Linked DNA regions of Macaca mulatta: region 2 is linked to region 1. Evidence: chromatin contacts called from public Hi-C data. All regions are on one chromosome and are shown on one strand. The core of a region is the stretch at or near the end of the contact, and the rest is flanking DNA. Distances in the headings are between cores, read along the strand shown. Region 1 holds the start of PPP2R2D (protein phosphatase 2 regulatory subunit Bdelta). Region 2 holds the start of BNIP3 (BCL2 interacting protein 3).

The links. Hi-C and Micro-C count contacts between places; a contact is called where the count stands out from the background.
Region 2: a Hi-C map of cortical neurons shows a contact between it and region 1, with 2.3 times the contacts expected there. The contact joins the promoter of BNIP3 here to the promoter of PPP2R2D in region 1. A contact is called at or near these places in 2 of 14 Hi-C or Micro-C datasets (CD4 T cells and cortical neurons).

What each region holds. Positions count from the first base shown.
Region 1 is chr9:143,998,077-144,000,996 of T2T-MMU8v2.0, forward strand. PPP2R2D (protein phosphatase 2 regulatory subunit Bdelta) reads left to right here and starts at 1,334. Exons shown (of 6, transcript XM_077947893.1): 1 at 1,334-1,429; 2 at 1,512-1,604.
Region 2 is chr9:144,072,367-144,075,129 of T2T-MMU8v2.0, forward strand. It overlaps BNIP3 (BCL2 interacting protein 3), which reads right to left and starts at 1,445. Exons shown (of 6, transcript XM_015148471.3): 1 at 1,284-1,445. The coding sequence starts at 1,329. LOC144331369 (a long non-coding RNA gene) reads left to right here and starts at 1,661. Exons shown (of 2, transcript XR_013398455.1): 1 at 1,661-1,700.

The DNA.
Region 1 (2,920 bases), core at 84-2,583:
TTGGTAGTCTCTCCTCCTGGCCAAGCTTTCCTAGACGTCTGCATGCTTACTCGTTATCCCTGAGTCTTCTCCAGTCACCCCCGTGCAAGATTCCAACTCTCTCCATACACGTTTCCTTCTTCTCTGATTTTTCTCTCCAGCTCCGACTGGAGTGGACGAATGTTCCTGATTTGCAGCGACTGTCTTTTAGTGGTGCAATACCATCAGCGCCCACTGCAGCTATACTGAAAGTAGTTCTGATTCCGGACATCAATCCCATAGGGACAGTCTCCCTGATGATAGCTCGACTTCACATTTTTCAACTTTACGATGGGTAGATTGGGTATTAGATGCATTTTTGACTTAGGAAGAGCTTATTGGCGGGGAGGGTAGCCCCACTGCAAGTCGAGGAGCACCCGTAATCGCTCAGTATGCCAGAGAAAACCCCCCGCAAATGAAGAAACGATCGGCCCTGTTTCCCCAAGACTGCACTGGGAGCTCCGAGAACGTGTAAGGTAGCCATCTGGTGAGCAACGGTGCGCTATGAAAGGGAGGTGGACGGGGTTGGGAGACCGAGGCAGGCAGACGGCTCGAGCCCAGGAGTTCGAGACCAGCCTGAGCAACATAGACCCCCGTCTCCACAAAAAATTAAAAAATTCGCGAGCCTGGCAGCGCGTGCCTGTGCTCGCAGCTACTTCCGAGGTGAAGCAGTAGGATGGATTGAGCTCAGGAGGTCGAGACTTTAGAGAGCCGAGATGACGCCCCTACACTTCGGCTCGGGGTACCGAGCGAGACTCCGCGCGGGGGGCAGTGGGCGGGAGGTAGGGCTCAGGTGCGGCGCGCTCAGGTGAGGACGGCCCACATGCCCGCCCACCGCCGCCAAGCGCGCCCTCCATTGGCGGTTCGGTGGAGAACCCACACTCCCATTGGCCGATGCGGGATGGGGGCGTGTTCGGCCCAGTGGCGCCCGGAAGGCGTGTCCGGCCGCAGCCCAGGCCCTCCCGGAGTTCCCGGAGAGTAGGGGCGTTCGGCGGCGCTAGTCTTCAGGGGAGCGCCGGGCGCACACCGGACCACTACGGGAGGCCTAGCGCCGAGGGCCGAGGACTTGGCCTGCGCCCGCCGACCCCAGCTACCCTCTGCAGTCGCCCAGGCGTCCCTTCCCCCCTAGCCGACCGGCGCCGGGCCCAGGGCCGGGGTCGGCAGGCGCAGGCGCATTGGACGCCCCCGGCAACCCCCGCGTCCCGCCCCGTCCGCTGCCGGTCCGAGGAGGCGGAGGGCGATGACGTCATCGAGCGGGGCGACGGGCATTGGGCGCCATTTTGAAAAGGGAAAAAAATCCCTCCCCGGCGGCGGCGGCGGCCGGGGCTGAGCGCTCGGCTGTAGCGGCGCGGAGGCCGTCTCCCTGGTCCGCCGCGGTCCCCGCCCGTCCCGCCGCCGGCTGCCATGGCAGGTGAGGGGCCTGCGCGGGCCGGCGGGGGCCGCGGGGGCGGGCGGGGGCCGCGGCCGGCCTGACCGCCCCGTTGTGTTTGCAGGAGCCGGAGGCGGCGGCTGCCCCGCGGGCGGCAACGACTTCCAGTGGTGCTTCTCGCAGGTCAAGGGGGCCATCGACGAGGACGTGGCCGAAGGTGAGGCCCGCGCCGCGCCCCGCCCCGGGACCTTGGCGGGCAGCCCCCAGGCCGACCGCGGCCTCCGGGCCCCAAGCGCCCAAGGAAGGCAGGCAGGAGGATGGGGGCCGGGCGGGGCAGGGGCTGGGGGCCGTGGTGGGGGACCATCGTGGGGCGGCCGTCGTCTGTCCGCTGTCCTGGCCCGCGGGGCACGGGCGGAGGCGCCGGGCCCGCGGCGGGGCTTATGTAAGTCACCAAGGTCACGGGCGGCCGGGCCCTCCGAACCCAGCGCCTGGGGCTGCCTCCTGCCCGGGGCGGAATCGCGGAGACCGCGGCGGAGTCGGGGACGGGAACGGAGTCCAGATTCTGCGCTCAGGCAGCGCGGCACAATGGCCCGGAGGATGGGAACGCGCCTAGGGCTGGGTCGGGGCCTCGGCCCCCGCCCGGCTCTGCGTTTCCTCGCCGGTGCGCTCTTGAGCAAGCTGGTTGCCTCGGTTTGTCCACCCTTAACAAGAGAGCTGGACGCCCTGATTGTTAAGGTCTGCTTTCTGAGGTTCTAACATCCTTGAATTTTACTGTGAAGTATTGCTCCTTTCTCTATTGATATATTTTGAAGTCTCTACTCCAGATTTTAATCTTGAACTTTATGGTATTACTGAAAGTTCGCTGGTCATTTCCTTAAATCATACCCTTAAATTGGCCCAGGCGCAAAGTTTTAGGGTGGTAGGAGGAAACTGGGGAGTGCCTCCCGCCTCAGCTTCCCATGAAGCTTGCATGTCACCCTCGAGTGAAAAAGCTGTGTAGCTTTCCTTCTTCACCGTTGAATGGAGAACTTGGTCAAGTCTTAGAAGTTTGATTAATATTTCAGATTTAGAGCCATAGTGACTTTTTTGTTGTTTGTATATCTTACTGAACATTGTAAACCTTTAACCTTTTCTTAAAAATGATTTGTGTTTGCACCAAATACACCTTCCCTGCCTCAAGTTACTAGAAGCCCCTTGTCAGACATTCTGTTCACTTCCCTCCATCTCAGCCCCTCCCATGACATTTTACTCCCTCTTCCCTACCCTGTACCTTTCCCTGGCAGTGTCTGGTTTGGTGCATGACCCCTGAGGACATCTGGAAGTTCTGAGCCCCCTGGCACAAACAGGGCCTAGGTTATTAAGCAGGTGAAACTGGGCTCTAAGAAATGCATAATGTATACTGTTTGAGATTAAAACTAGGTACATTTTATGTGATGTAAAAAGTTTATTGATTTTATTTATTTAAAATACGTTACCTTTTTTTGTTTGATTTTGTATATGCCAAGCAAGTTTGAAGTGTGACTTCTATCGCAA
Region 2 (2,763 bases), core at 195-2,694, 74 kb after region 1:
GACCTATTAATTCCAGCACTTTGGGAGGCCGAGGCGGGAGGATCGCTTGAGCCCAGTTCAGACCAGCCTGGGCAACACAGACCCCGTCTCTTAAAAAAAAAAAAAAAAAAAAAAAAAAAAAAAAAAAAAAAATGGTTGTAGTGTTCAAATATATATATATTTAATATATTACAGTAACTAAGTCCTGCCTAGTAAAATTTTTTTTTGTAATAAAATTAGCAACTCACTGAATTTATGTGATACATGGTTTTAAAAAATCTCAATGAAGATTAAAAGTTCACAGTCAGAGGTTTCCGCAGCCCGTTCCCAAGCTTATTTACATGCTAATTTTGCTTAGTAAACTCTGGCTTCAGAGAACACAAAGGTCAGCTGCCACCAGGTCCCTCCTCCCAGGCTTGGGCCCTAGGGACCCTGGGAAGGCGGCTTCAATGTCCGCTTCCCTGAGCAAATGCTGTCTGGACTCTGACGCGGACCCTCCGGGTGGGGAGGGTCTCCACGCCACCTGGCTGTGCGTGGGGCAAGTCCTGCACCCCGGGCCTGCGTTTCCCGCTGCGCGAACGCATGGTCTTGCGAATCTAGCCAAGGGCACAGGGCGAGCCTCTACTCGGGCATTAAGCAGCCTGTAACGACTGAGTGCGGCACTGGCAGCGTCCTTGTGCTTGTGTTTTCTTAACCCGTAAGTAATTTAAAGCTTTGTTTTGGAACGACCCTCTAGTAGAACTGGAACATGCCCATTAAATGCCATATTTTAAAAACACTGTAACCCCCTCCCATCTCCGCCTTCACCCTTCAGGAAATCCTAAATCACCACGGATATAAACATTAATAACAAAATTAAAGCACATAACAGTCCACTGGCCACGCCTTGGTGTTTGGTCGTTAAAACCAATACGGGTCTGAACTACAGACCGCGGAGGGCAACGTGGACTTTGAGGCTTCTCGGACCAACTGCGAGACGCAGATTCACCTCCAGGTGGAATTCCAACTTGGCGGAGCTGGAGAATCGGGGCTTTCCCGTGCGGTCCGACCCGGGTCCAAGCCAACCCCCGCCCGAGCGGCGAGGCCGCGAACCCCGGGCAGTACGTGGGGTCCCCATGCCCCGGGCTCCGCACGCCCGCAGGAGGGGTGGGCACGGGAGGGGCGGGTGGCGCAGCCTCGCACGGCCCGCGATGTCCCCCAGGCCTCCCGGGCAACCTCCCTTGGCGCCCCCTCGGCCTCCCTCTGGCCTTCCTCCAGGCTTCCCCCCGCGCCCCCTGGCTCCCGCGCCGCCTCCCCGGCCTCACCCTGCAGGCTCTCCTCCTGCATGCCGGGCGCTCCGTTCTGCGACATGGCGCCGGAGGGCGACTGCGGCGATGGGAATCCGCGCCGGGCTGCGGGCTGCGGACTGCGATTCAGCTGCGGGCGCTGGGAAAGCGGAGCGCCGCGGCCAGCTGCGCTCCTGGACTGAGCCCAGCCCCGCCGCCCGGCGGGAGGAACTCACAGGGCGGGGCGGGGCCAGGCGGATCTGCGGCCGCGTCGCCCATTGGCCGCGACGCGGGGCCTGCGCGTGCGCACGGGCGTGGAGTGCGTGTGGCACGTGCGGCGCGTGCGCGGGGCGGGTCCTGGGGGGTGGGCGAGGGGCTTGCGGTGCGCGGGACGCGGGCGGGGACAGGGGCGGGACGAGGGGCGCGCAGGCGCTGGGGCTTCAGCGACCGCCTGAGGTGAGCCGGAACGGGCGGGGCGCCGCGGCCTCGTGACGAGTGGGCTGCGAGGTCGCCGCCGCGGTAGGCGGTGGGCCGAGTCCTTTTAAAGGGGCGGTGGGGCCGGTGGGCGCCCTGGGCACTCGCTATCACGGGGACGGCGCTGCGCGTCGGGGCGGGGCCGGTCTTTACATCCTGCGAGTGGGGAAACTGAGGCGCGGGGCTGGCAGCGTCCGTGCGGGGGGCGTGAGGACGTGCAGGGAAGCGGCCGCTGCGGCCCGTAGGGTCGGGACGGCCCGTGGGGTCCCCCGTGGGGTCGGGACCTGCGCCGGGGAGGGAGCTGCGAGCGGTGGCCGGAGTTGAGCGTCTCGGGACGGGGCCGCGCCCCCGGGTCTCTGCCCGCCCCGCCGGGGCGCCCCTGCGTGAACAGCGGGGCCCGTTGTATTTGGGGCGTCCGCCCGCAGGAAGAAGCGGAGGCTCGAGCAGGGTCGGAAGAGTCCCCGGAGGGAGACGCAGACCCAGGGGCCCGGGAGAGGCGCCGTCCGCCTCTGCGGCGAGGGGCTTCCGGGGGGCGAACGCGGTGTGGGGCGGGCGGTCCCCGGGGGTGGGCTGGGGCCTCCGCGGGTCACGCGGCGGAGTGGCGCTGGGCCAGGCCGGGTGGGTGCCGGGCTTCCGTGGGAGCCAGCCTGGCAGGGGGGCCTCGCGGCCTCGGGACCGGGAAAAGGCGCACAGTCTTCAGAGGAAAGTCAAGTTTTCTCATTTCCCGCTTTTGATCAAAAGTCTTCCTTTTTGAAAGCATTGTTGATCCAAATCCAAGTATCGAGGTGCGCCCCAGAAACGCTGCTTCCCAAACAGCCGTGCCTGGTTTTGTGGGGAAGGAGGACGCTTCCCGCCAAGGAACCAGGCGCTCAGAAGCTGAACCGAGGTCACAGCCGCGGAGCCAGACCTCAGTCGCTGCGTGTTTTTCATCGCTGCTCTTGCCTGTTGAATCGTCTCTAGTCTTTGGAGTGCCATGATCTTGGTTTTCTGAGAAGTAACAAACATCCAGAGGCCAAGGTGGGGCACAAGCCTTTCATCTCAGCAC